Linked DNA regions of Xenopus tropicalis: region 1 is linked to region 2. A link is a contact called in public Hi-C data. All regions are on one chromosome and are shown on one strand. Each heading gives the region's core, a stretch centred on a gene start, on an enhancer-like site or on the middle of the called end of the contact. The rest is flanking DNA. Distances are from core to core; before and after follow the strand shown. Region 1 has its middle 42 kb from the start of hipk1. Region 2 holds the start of hipk1 (homeodomain interacting protein kinase 1).

What was found. A called contact is a pair of places that touch in the nucleus more often than the background predicts.
Region 1: a contact with region 2 is called in a Hi-C map of gastrula embryo, with 2.0 times the contacts expected there. The contact joins the enhancer-like site here to the promoter of hipk1 in region 2. A contact is called at or near these places in 3 of 5 Hi-C or Micro-C datasets (gastrula embryo, neurula embryo and tailbud embryo).

What each region holds. Positions count from the first base shown.
Region 1 is chr2:54,539,445-54,545,845 of UCB_Xtro_10.0, forward strand. No RefSeq gene overlaps it. Among named protein-coding and RNA genes, the nearest start is that of hipk1, 42 kb to the left of the region's middle. Within about 2 kb of position 1,382, at least 4 of the 11 cell types and tissues checked have an H3K27ac peak or open chromatin away from gene starts, as enhancers often do. A contact at or near this core is called in gastrula embryo and neurula embryo, where this site is marked.
Region 2 is chr2:54,496,228-54,502,698 of UCB_Xtro_10.0, forward strand. hipk1 (homeodomain interacting protein kinase 1) reads right to left here and starts at 4,685. Exons shown (of 15, transcript NM_001082416.1): 1 at 4,131-4,685.

The DNA.
Region 1 (6,401 bases), core at 132-2,631, 40 kb after region 2:
AAATAAATGTTAATAATAATAATAATAGTACAAAACATTTGTTTGGTGAAAGGTTTTATTCTTCTGTCATTGGCCTACAGGGCTAGTACCTTCTATTGTTTAGTGTCTTCTAAGTCTGTTTTGACTACCCTTGTAGATTTTGTTGGATCTTTTTGGCAGTGGATTTTTGTGCAGTGGAAGCTGCACTGCTACTTCTAAAGATATCACATTTCATTACTATATTTATACAGTGCTTGTGTTTCAGTAGGCTGATAGTCTTGTACTGTATTAGCTCTCTGGTCTGTTAGCCTCATAATTTTTCAATTAAAACATGCTATACAAATGATGAAATTATACAAATGATGACATTTTATGGCATTTAACTTTATATAGTGTTTTGTGGATAATTTGTCCCATTCATTAAAAAAGCTTGCCAATTTGATTAATTGTAATAATCCCATTCAGAAACGTTTTTCTTCTATGATTCAGTGTATAATTATACGGGGACACTTGCTGAAGGTCTGGGGATGGTGAGAGACGGGTTGTGAATGCAGATGTTTGATTGACTTGTTGATAACCGCACTGAATGTGAAAGAAGAAAGTCTGGCCAGGTTCCTGTGTATTTAGCGGTGCCCTGAGGCAGCAGGACAAGATTGCAATCTGCACATTGTATGGGCCTTTATCTGCAAACAGGCAGCATCTTTCCACGTGTAAACTTCATTATTACTATTGTTTAACAACCCTTTGAATTAGATAGCAGGCAAAGTCATCTATATTAAAAAAAAGACAAAACAAAATGTATACTAATAAATGGCATGAGGAGTCTGCTATACAAGCCCATATATGTACGCACATACACACATAACATGGTGCATTATATATACTAAAGGGCAACCTCTCCCTTAGTTTCATGGCACACAAGCAGTTACAGGAAAGCTTGCAGCTTGGTAGCATTTCATTAAAATGTCAAATGCCTATGAGCAATAAAGAGAACACAGTAACATAGACATTTGGTTGAGAATAATCAGCATGGGCTATTAAATCATAATGGCTAGTGCTGTGTAGTCTCCACGGAGCAACTCAAAATAAACTAAAGTTTCAACTTTGTCTTAAACTAAATTAACTAAAACATATAACTTTAAAGGCAATGGTATCTGGGCCTTTTGACTGCCATATCAATGTGATCTGTCCACGTGTCACTATCACTGATAGCTTGGTATATAAGTGGGAATTCAATGCACACAAAGCAGGGGAAAACAGACCTTGCTTATGTATTTTGGTGCTGTCTGAAAAAAAAAAAAGTGTTTGCTACGGCCGTATGGTACAAAACAGTGGTCACTATGTGCCATAGCCCTATAGCCATGTACCTTGTAAGTAAAATTGTAGTTCTGGCAGTGCTACACAATCCTCTAGATACAAACTGGAAAAAAATGCAGGCCCTAGGGCTTGTTTACTTCAGTGCACCATTCAGATGCAAATTGCCATGTTAGCCCCCAAAATTCTATTATAATTACTGGGGCAAGCCAAGTTACATCTACTGCAACATGCCCGCAGCGCACCAATATGGACATAAATGATGGTCCATTTTGGTAAAGAGAGTGCAAGTTGCAGTATTGTTATTCCCCCTGAATTTGTGGTTGAATGGCATCTGCAGTGTTGCAGTGTGACACAGCCTAATACGGCAGCTCTGGAATTTCCGGCAGGTCCAGGCTGACAGCAATTCTAGGGTTGTACTGGACAATCAACTGGCCTATGATTTTCCTTAAATACTGAAGGAAGTGGGGTGCAGCTAAGATGATTGCTGTGTATGGAATATTAACTAGAAAGTACAGTAACTAAGCAAAGTGCAATTTTGAGTGCAATCTCCATATTTTTTTCCACAGTGCATTGTTTTTTTCCTAGTTTTCAACGTCATTGTGGTCACATGGTGCTTGGCACTACTGAGATGCACCTATGGCAGTTGCACCTTAATGTTCTGTTCATTCCTCTGAGATTTTAAGAAGCGTATTTATTATTTGGTGAACTCCAAACATTTATAAATGTGCTTCTAAAAATCCCATAGGAATGAATAGAATGTGGGGAAGTTTTTATGTATTAAGCTCTAAACTCACATTTTGATAAATCTGCTCCAAAGTTTTGTTGATTATAATTAATGCAATAATTGCTTATATTGATGCAATTCATCAAAGGTACCCTGCACTTGTGCATATTTGCAGCAAGCGCCAATGAATCACGCAAGTGCAACTGTTGACAAAGGCAAACCCTGGACTACTGTTGCCATCTTGAGCTGTGTCAATAGCCTTAGTAGGCTTGCACCATATAAATAGCAAGTGCCAGAAACTAAATTGTAAAAAAATTCACCCACAATTCACCAAACTTTTCTTCCCCTTGAGTCCATCTCTGTGTACGCAGAGTTGACAAGGGAGTTTGAGTGCCCCTTTCCACACCCATTCCATTAGCCTGCAATCTGTACCTGGTATTAAATAAGCCATTAAAGGCTGCTTGTCCTTATCCACAAGTGATTTTCTAACTAATGAGTGCAACTGTGTGGCCATAAGCACAAGAGCCCGCAGTTCTTTTTTGTTGACATATATACACACTTTACATTTTGTGGTATGGCTGTACGCGTTAGCCTCTTACCTTAAGCATTTTGGAAACCTGTTTTTATTAGGGATGCACCTTTTTCGGCAGGATTTGGCCGAATCCCACACCTGACCAACCAAATCCGAAAACTCACGTGACTTTTTGTCATGTAAACACAGAGGTTGAAAATTTAACCCTTCCAATGCCCGATTAGCATATGCTGATTATGATTCAGATTCGGTTTGGTTTGGTATACAGGCAAATCCTTTACATAGGGTTCAGGGGTTCAGCCGAATCCAAAAAAGTGGATTTGGTGCATCCCTAGTTTTTATACACAAGGGAAATGCTTTACTGTAGTATTTTTGTTGCACAATGAATGTATAATTGTGGTAGTCAGCAAGTAGGCTGTGTTTTCACAAATACATTTTACTTCACTATATTTCCACACTATTTCTCACCCATAGCTTATAGAAAGGCTTTTTGTTTTTGCACAAAATCTAAAATTAACAAAAACATTCGCTCATCTGGTAAGGTTATTAAAAGAGCTGATCTTTGGCCAATTTAACCACCCAGGTTTGTGAGAATAAAGAATAGAGCAATATCAGCAATATAACTGTATCCTGTTCAGCCTCTTTTACATAAAATTCACAGAGCTTAGGTTATTTCTGAATACAGACCAATGGTAGCTCTGCCATATTGGGGTTCACTCTTGCAGTACAGGCTTTAGGATTAGCAAATATGAAACCAACTGCAAGGGAATTAGTCTACAGCAAATTTATAAAGGAAACACAAACTAGGATCAACACTGTCCATTGTAATGCAAAGGAACATCCCCCATTAGTCTACCACTAGTCTGTAGCTAAGTACTAAGCACCACAAATGTCCTCTATGCACCTATTGAATGGATGAGCACTGGCATTTGGGGTGAAAGAAGGATACCAAATGCAAATAAAAAAGAAAGCAACTTATATAAAAACTGTATTTTCAGTTACTTTAAACAGGTTTCTTACCTTATTAATATTTTATAACCTTATTTTATAACTTTATATATATATATATTTTTTATTTTTTTTTATAACTTTATTTTATAACTTAAATAATTTTAATAACTTTATACAAGTCAAACTAAATACAAAAATAACACAGACCTATTGTGATGGTTGGGTGTTCTATCTGACCCTCTTTCTGCTCTTATATTGTGTGTAGTAGACACTTACAAATTATGTTCCCCCAGGTTCTCCCTACCCTCAACCTGTGTTGGAAGGTTGGGTGCAAGCTTGATCCCCATGGGAAGGAAAAGCTTTATCCCCATGGGAAAAATGGGGACATCCTTCATGTACATAGTCTTTTCTTCTGTATGAACTTTCTTTTCAAATGCCCTGTGTAACAAGCCTACGATTACAACTTACAATTCATGTAACACGGTGACAGCATGTTTGTGCCTGATAGAAATATATTGTGTATTTAACGATTACTAGACTTTAATGGTACGTTTCGTTTTATTCTTTGTCCTGTGAGAAGATCCCAGTGACAGAAATGTTTCTTTGTACCATACAAGCAAGCAAACGCCACAGATTGTAATATGAACTTTACAAGCTACCAGCTCCTTCATTTCCATATATAATTTGCATGAAAATGCTGGCATCCCTTGTACAAATGAGACCCAGGGAAGTGGGATTCACAGCTGCACGCCATAGATTTGAAGAGGACTAACCACAAAGGGGCTATTGACAATGGCACGTTGCTGAGTGTAATAAGTAGCTAATGCTGTCTCAGTGCAGTGAAAGGAAAGTGATGCATTATGTGTTACAAAGTGGTTTTATATGGCACTTGCACAACATTTAAATGGGAACTCTTCCCAAAATTACATTGTAGCTGTGCTGAAGAACAGTGTGCAGTGTGCAGTGAATTGTAGACTTAAAGAGAAAGTGATTAATATTATTTCATTTTTTTTCTAATATACTTCTCCAGTCTTGGGAATCTTACTCTCTGAGAAGAAAAATCATCCTGTGTAGAGTCAGGCAAACCTAGTAATCACTATTGGTTATGAGCAGTGCATAATTAGTTTATTTGACCAAAGTCTGATGCACTTTGCCCTTTGAAATGAACATTCAGGCACTGATTACCACCCAGTCAGTACAAGTGTGGTTCATTGGCAAACCTGTGGGTGCAATAGTTGTTTCTTGCAAAAAGTATTGGATTTCTGCTAATTGCTCAGCTGTATGTGTGTGTGTGGCCAAAAGCCATATTTCAGTTGATCACTCAGTAACTGGCCTGTTTGTGTGCGTATAGAGATGAAAAGAACATGAGTAGTATTTGGACAGCCCTGGATGCTACAAACGTTGTCAAACAAGAATTAAGAATTTAAAAGCCGTCTATGCAAAAATCTTAATGTTATAGATGTGGGATACACATTTAAACTAGAATACAAAACAATGACACAACACATTCTAAATATGCAGTTTGCTCCATTTTGTGTGTAATGGCCAATAAAAGGTAAAGAAAGAGACAAAATACCAAAGTAGAGCAGGTTGTAAAGAAGAAAGGAAAGAAAAGATGGGATAAGTAAACAGAACATAGGAACAAGAGGGCACGGGGCGGGGGGAGGGGGGGAGTAGTGGGGTTATATATAGCATTCATCTTCAGACCAGATTTGTTTACTACCTAGGGTGTTACATCTCCATTTTTAATCATGGAAACAAGGGATCCCATTTGCACCATATCCTGTCAAGCCTCAACATCTCTCTTAAATTTACTATTTACTGCCCCTGAGAGTTGGCTCTGCTGCTCTCAGCCACAGTTTTTTTCTGCAGGCTGCGAAAAGCAGATCCGCCTGCATGTAGCTATATGGTGTGGAGCGGAAGTGGAGGTCGGCCTCAAAATGCCTGATTTTGTGCTTTCGGCCCATACCCACTTGGCTTTTTGTAGCTACACACAGGCGGAAGCTGTGATTGTATCTCAGAAACCAGTGAAAAAAGAAATTTTTTTTTAAAAATTGCAAAAGTGCTCCACTTTGCAACCACTCAGTAAGTTTACTTCAATTCATTTGTTGGGTTTAAATCGCCTTTAAAACAGGCTACTTCTGTACCTTTTGCTGCCCTGCTACAATATCATTAATTCTTATCTACAAAGTTATATTAAAGAAACTGTTTGCAGATGCAAGGCAAACAGACATTATCTATAAATGTATATATTTTGGCATTAACAGGAAGGAATTCCTTTCCTGAGGAGGATGGCTCTAGCAGCACTAGAAAGGCTATTTTATGTGCTGCACAATGAAGATGACAGGATATGATCCCCTTGGCTCCAGGTGAGGGGCTCCAGCGTTTGTGTTCTGCTTCAGTAACTGACAACACACACACAAATCCCAGATAAGTGTCAGCTACTGAATGGAATTTCTAATGGAGCTTTTTTTCTAAACAAACGCTAAGGGCAATCTCAGGCATCACAGGAAAGGTGTTTAACTTAAAGTGATACTGATACAAAAAATACTCTTTCAAATATGAACATACATGCTGATCATTTTTCCCCAATAGGTTTGTTTTTTTTAAGTAATTGTTAAATGAAGTTCTTAAACCTGACTGTTTTGCCAACCTGACTGTCCCTTCTCAACCTGTCAATTTATAAAGCTTAATGACAACTGCAGCACAAATATGGCAGCCCCCTCATAGAGAACATGGGGGATTGGATAGGTAATATAAAAGCATTGTGCAAATATGCAAAGACAAATTTATGATAGATGTAAAAATGGTTTTAATTTTTCTTTGTCAGTATCTCTTTGAGAGTAATGGTACAACATTACTGACATATTTTCACCAGCAGCCACCAAGCCTCCTAAT
Region 2 (6,471 bases), core at 3,435-5,934:
ATAAATAAATAATAATAAAATTGTAGCCTCAAAGAATAAAAGTTTTTGTCTGCTGGGGCCAGTGACCTCCTTTTTAACCCTGGAAAGAGTCAGAAAAGGAAAGCAAGTCAAAAACTATAAAAGCAAGTCAAAAACTGCGCTGCCCTGTGTGCCTGCACTAAAAACTACAGTAAACACCTGATTGTGGGCACACAGAGTGGAGTGGATCGGAGGTCAGCCTGAAAAATGCTAAAGCAGACTGCACTCAGGCAGTTACTGTACTCAGGCACACGGTGTAGCATAGGCAAGCAGATCCACTTCTGACTGAAAAACACAGGGCTGAGAGAAGTGGATATATGCACCGTGTGCCCTTGCCCAAAGTGTTTAGTACGAAGGGCTAAGGAAGTTCAGCCATGGCCATACACTTTAAGATCCGCTCGCTTGGTGAGGTTGCCAAGCGATTGGATCTTCTCCCAATATCCCCACCTACGGGTGGGCGATATCGGGCAAATGTAGGCTAATTCGGTCGTTTGGCCCTGGGTCAAACAATCTAATTATAGCGGCACTAAAGGGAGCAGTCAGTTCGGTGACTGCATCATCCCCGATCCGACAATTTTTTAACCTTTTTAACCTGCCCCATCGATATCTGCCCGATTTCAGGCGAGATATCAGTCGGGCATGCACCTTGTTGCTGCTCCTACACAGGTCAATAAGCTGCCGAATCGGTCTAAGGGTCCGATATCGGCAGCTACAATCAGCCCGTGTATTAAGGTAAATCAAAGAATGCATACAGCTAACTTTTAGGAAAATGTGACTATTATACTCACCTAAGTATATTTTTTACTATAATCACTATAGATACAGACAAATTTATGCTCTCTGTGCATTACAGAATATAAAGTTTAAAAAGAAAAACTAGTTCAAAGAAAAGTAAGATTTTCCTTTTAGGCACATGATTCATTGCAATGAGATTTTGTTCTTTTCTGGAATTTCCACATCACGAACAATGAGAAAAATATCAGCTTTCATTCCCTATGGCCCAAAACACACAGGTGAAGGTAGGCTCCTACAACTCCTGCAGCGTCAAGCAATTTTAAATATAATAGTTATATTTAATTTACTTAGCACTGCAGGAGTTGTAGGAGCCTGCCTTTACCTGTTTGGGCCATAGGAAACGAAGCTAACAAAAAATGAACTGGAATTCACCTGAAACCACTGCAGGAGGTACTTTCAAGTGTGTTATGAATAAAGATACTTAAGTTTCAGAAGTGAATTCCTGTTAACAGTGAATTTATCCAGCCTCTGCACAGAGCCTTTTATCAGCCCTTTACTGCATCTATAAATGCATGAATACATACACATTTATATATATGCACACAACTGGCACACCCTGATCCTCTTTCAGTAACAAAGGAAGTCCCCCAAGTGTTTTCACAGACCTGATTAATGCGCTCTTTGCCACCTAATCTGCTTAGGACTTTGCTACCATTGGACTTGCTGCCACAAAAACAGCAACACATGACTTCTTTGCATTTACCATCAAGTTGCTAAATGAATGAATATGGCTTTGAACTACAAAAACAAATAGCTCTATGCAATAAACTTGCTTTGAATGCCAGAAACTGACAAATGTAGAACCTGCTACAAAAGCAACCTGAAGACAGTAATGCTTGGCCTTGCCATAAGGAAATGTAACCATTTGCCAGGGAATTATAAAAGCCTCATGGACACAAACATAGGGTGGCTACTGTAATTGGAAGGTTAAGGAAAAATTGATGTGGAACACAGTTGGATTCTACACAAAAGGAATTTTGTTGCCAGTGCAGCTCACTGCACATTATGTTGAAGCTTATTAGCATGAAAACAGTATTGCATGCAGAAAAATTTAACTTAAATATTTTCTCTTTTCTCGCATAGGAGTTTATTTACCGACAAGAATCTACTTTCCTCCAGCCTAGTCATTCTACTTGTGGTTTTCCAAAAAGAAGTCAGGTCACTGTATGTGCCAAAGGCATAATGTGTTACTGGGAGTCCCATTCGGGACCAGTATAGCTAAGGTATAAAAGTTCAGTATGAAGTGGGCAATAGTAAGTATATGTTACCATCTAGCAGTAACTGATAAGACTATGTGCAAAGAAATAACCTAGAATTTATTACAGCTGCTAGTGGGACACTATCACCCAAAATTAAAGCATCATTTCCAGAAAGAATAAACTGAGGGAGTTTGGGTTGGTTCTATTGCCACATTTTAGCACAGCAAATACCTTGCCAGACAACTCTCAAAGCTATTCGCATTTACCTAAAAGACAAACACTTGAATACATCTGGTATATTCATTTTCTTGATATGCGATTATCACATGAATAGACTTCAGTTTCCAAATGACAACTGTATACCAAAAAGTGCACTAGGTGCTCTTAGGCCATTTGCTATTGAAAGAAATCCCTTGCTGTTCTTTCCTGTTTGCTCTGACTGCTCTCTACATTGTAACACTAGTCAGGTCTCTTCCAGGCAAGACCTTTTTTTTTTTTTTTAATTGAAAGCTGAGGTTGTGCTTTTGAGTTGCAATTACTGCAATACCTTCCATGTTCTGTGATTAACAAACCTGATAAACAGGACTGTATCTGAAGCATGCATGGCATTGTGGGAACCAAGAGACTTGGCTAAAAGAGTGGATTTTTGCTACACTGTTTCTATTATCAGGTGAGCAATGAAGAATACAGCAAAGGACAGCTAATGCTTTGGGTGCAAAATATCCACAACCTCTAAACTGCAAGTAATTCTACTGATTCTGTAAATGAACCATTAGCCAATGGGATCTTGCTTGTGTGTGTCAATTCTGCACAGAACATTAGATGCACCCCCTTTCAAAAGTCATTAGCTACAAAATATCCTACAGCCCTGTTTCTTAACATTGGATCCCCAGATGTTGGTGGACTACAGCTTACAGCACCCTTCAACATATAATGGTAAACAATGGCTGGGAATTGTAGTTCAGTAACATCTGAGGACCCAAGGTTGTGAAATGCAACATCAGAGGACATATTTACATGTGTCCAGATATCTCTGTGATCCTCAACATGGGCATTTTGAAGAAAGATCTGCTCGTGTGGTGGCCTCGCCAAACAAGCAGATCTTTCAATGTATATCTAGTTTACACTACACCTTGTAGACCATTATCTGGCTACAGTTCACAGAAGCGGCTCCAGCTCTACTGAGCACAAAGTCAGTCGCATTTAAAAAAAAAAAAAAAAAAAAACAATTTGGCTTTATTTTTCTGATTCAGGCCTTCAGCCTGCAGGCCTAAAATTTAAACATCAAGTTAGTAAAAAGAGTTCTAATCAGCTTTAAAGTACCTTGCTGTGAATCCTTGATCTTGATTTAATGGTTAGCTTGTAGATTGCTAGAGCACAAACTGGTAGCAAAATGCCAAGTCACTTACTAACCAAGACTCATGACATCTCAGGATTAAACCAGCAAATGAACATGACGTGCAATGCTAGGAATTACAGATCAACAGCTGGAATTCCCTGGTTCAAATGGAATAACCCCTAAAAACTTATTTTTTTTTTATTTTTCCATAATGGAAAAGTGTATAATTCTAAGCAAATTTCTATGCCTTTAAAGCTATTTTCAGATTCATTTTACTGAATGAGCTTTAGTTAATCCCTTTCTTTTGGTCTCTGGGTCTGACTCTAAACACCACAGCAGAGAAGTCAGTTCTCCCCCAGGCCTGTTAATCAGCTGGCTTCTCCTGCAGTTTCGGGTGGGAGAACATTTGCAAATAACTTTTTAGGCAACTCATGTTTTAATAGATGGATATTGGTAAGGATTAGACCAATATTTTCTTTCATTAGGTAAAAAAAAAATAAAAAAAATCAGCTTTTGGCTAAGGATGCACTTTGACAATTCAAGACCTTAATTCAAAGACTCCAAGAACACATTCAAATAAAATCCCAAATACAAGGGTCTCGGCCGAGCAGTAGACGATCTCACAGAAAGCAATTTTCATGTCTCCGTGCAGGGTAGAAGTTTAGGTAGGAACACAGCCCGCCGGCAGTCTCACAGCAGCAGCAGCGCATATATGTGTAAATATTCTATATATATATGCACAAAGCCAAGCCGCCGGCCCTACTCACCCAGGTACTCACCGCTGGTGTGTTGGGAAGATTAGCCGCTGGTGAGAGGAGCTGTTTGGGACGTGCCGGATCCCCACCGCGGGTTCATCATCAAACCCCGGGGAGGAAACCTGCTTTTTCTGCTCCCCACCTTCAGGCAGCACCGTCCCCAGTCTGGGGCAGACAAATACTTCCGTCTTGTTGCCGTCGAGTCTCCCCTCGAACAAGGGCACTCCTCTTCCGCGCTGTGGTTCCTTCCCCGACTCCTCACAGGCCCAGTCTGTATGTCTGGCTTTGTAGGGAACGTGACGCCCGCTCCCTCTCCTCCCCCGGTCTCCGTCACCAGGGCCCGGCGATTTCAGCTTTCTTGGGTAGAAACGGAGAGACACAACGCCGGACCAGTTGGAGCGGTAACCGGGGGTGAAGAGGGGGTAGAAAAGGTTTAAGGGTTTAGTCTAGGAGTAACAGAGGAGCCCTAAACCTTACACGGCCGACAGCCACTCAGACCCAACAAATGGAAGCGTGAATAGCCCACGCAGGCGTAACCAATCGATTCGGCCGCGACTTCATTTAGCAATGGAACTTTCCTTTAGACGTCATTTAGGGAAAGAGCTTGAAAAGGGCGGAGTTTAAGCGTGACGCACATAGTTTAGGGGGCGTGTTTAAACGCGTTAGTTATCCTCATGCGTACTTTAATTTCTTTTACTTATTTAAATATCACATGTACACGTGATGCGGCCTTACCAAATATAGTGTAATTAGTTTCCTTGAAAAGACGCATTTACATGGAAATAAACCTGGCCAAAGGCGTTAGTGAGGAAGGGGGTGTCTGTCAATAAAGGGCTATAAACATTCATAGTGCTGGTCTACTAAACTGCTGTTATTACTTTTTTACTGTTGCGAATTGGCGAACAAGAAATGGGGCAGGGAATGGGCAGCAATTGAAATGTTTTTTTAATGCTGAGGCCCCACAGAATGGAGCAACTAGGGTTGCCACCTTTCCTGTAATAAAATAACTGGCTTTTCTATAGTTTTCTCTTTTTTTTATTTTTTGGCTGTTGTTAAGGTTGGTATTGAGCCTAGATTTTACCAGCCAGTGAGGTAAGATTCCAGTCTGTTGGCAATTCTGGCTTTGACCCTGCCAGTGTAGTTGCATTATTGCTTGAAAAAGCTCAGCAGCGCATATGCTAGCTACTCAAATTCTAGTAGGGTGACTACTTGGTTAACCTATGAAGGAGTGAGTATTTGTGGGCCTTTGTCACCCGTCTGTGTAGGGCAAATCATTCAGGTTATAAAGCATTGCCCACAGGAAAGAGTAGATTTTAGCAAGACAGGAAATGTAGAACTCTTACACATCTTGTTGGGTGTAAACACAGCGTGCAGTGTTTCTTTCCAATAGATGTGTCCGCAAATCTTCCATGTTGTGTACACTTCCGATTTGACCCACACAAATATTTCTAACTGGGAGGATGTGATCTGTTGATCCTGCACCACCCTACAAAATCTCTTATGTAGATTATCTCTAAGGGTAAGAACCCACTGAGAAGTTACTTGCCAGAGAGAGATCTCTGCTATTGTGGGTGAGTAACCACTCTGAAAAGGCTTTCCACCGGCAACAATTAAAGTCACTGGTGGAAATCCCTTCACAAACCTGTCTGCTTTAATTCAGAACCTTCTTTCTTTCAGGCTTAAAAATGTGTCCTTTAGTGTTTTTCAGAGCTTTTGTCTTTTTTTTTATCCAATGTCCTAAAATTGGTAATTATGTTGGATTGAAAACCCCACAGACTGTTCTTCGACTTTAGCTTATTCTTCCACTTCTTCTTAAGGTGGCCATACACGTGGCGATCTGACGATGTTTCGTACGACCATCGGTCTCACAAAACATCGTAAGATCTGCCACACACCATTCAGGGCTGAATCGGCAGGTAAGGAGGTAGAAACAATAGGATTTCTACCTCCTTCTGCCGATTCAGCTCTGAAGGGAGAATTTTGGTCAGGCGCCTTCTTTGGCACCCGATCAAAATTTTCAAACTGGTCCGATCGGCGAGTCGTCCGATATCAGCAGCTTCCTGCGATATCGGTCGACTCGCCGACATGCCATACACGCACCGATTATCGTACGAAACGAGGTTTCGTACGTTAATATCGGTGCGTGTATGGCCACCTTTATTCTTATTCTTAGCGCCCCCCATTTTCTAAACGCTACTCCTACTACAGTTTTAGGGGTACAACACCCCAACTCCCCACACATCTTCACCCTATAGCGGAGCAGGTTGCTTGTGCTTTTCTAAGCGATCCCGCCCCCTGTCTTTTTGTGGCGCCGCTCCGAACCCCCAATTTTTCCATTGACTTTACATAGTTACATAGTTACATA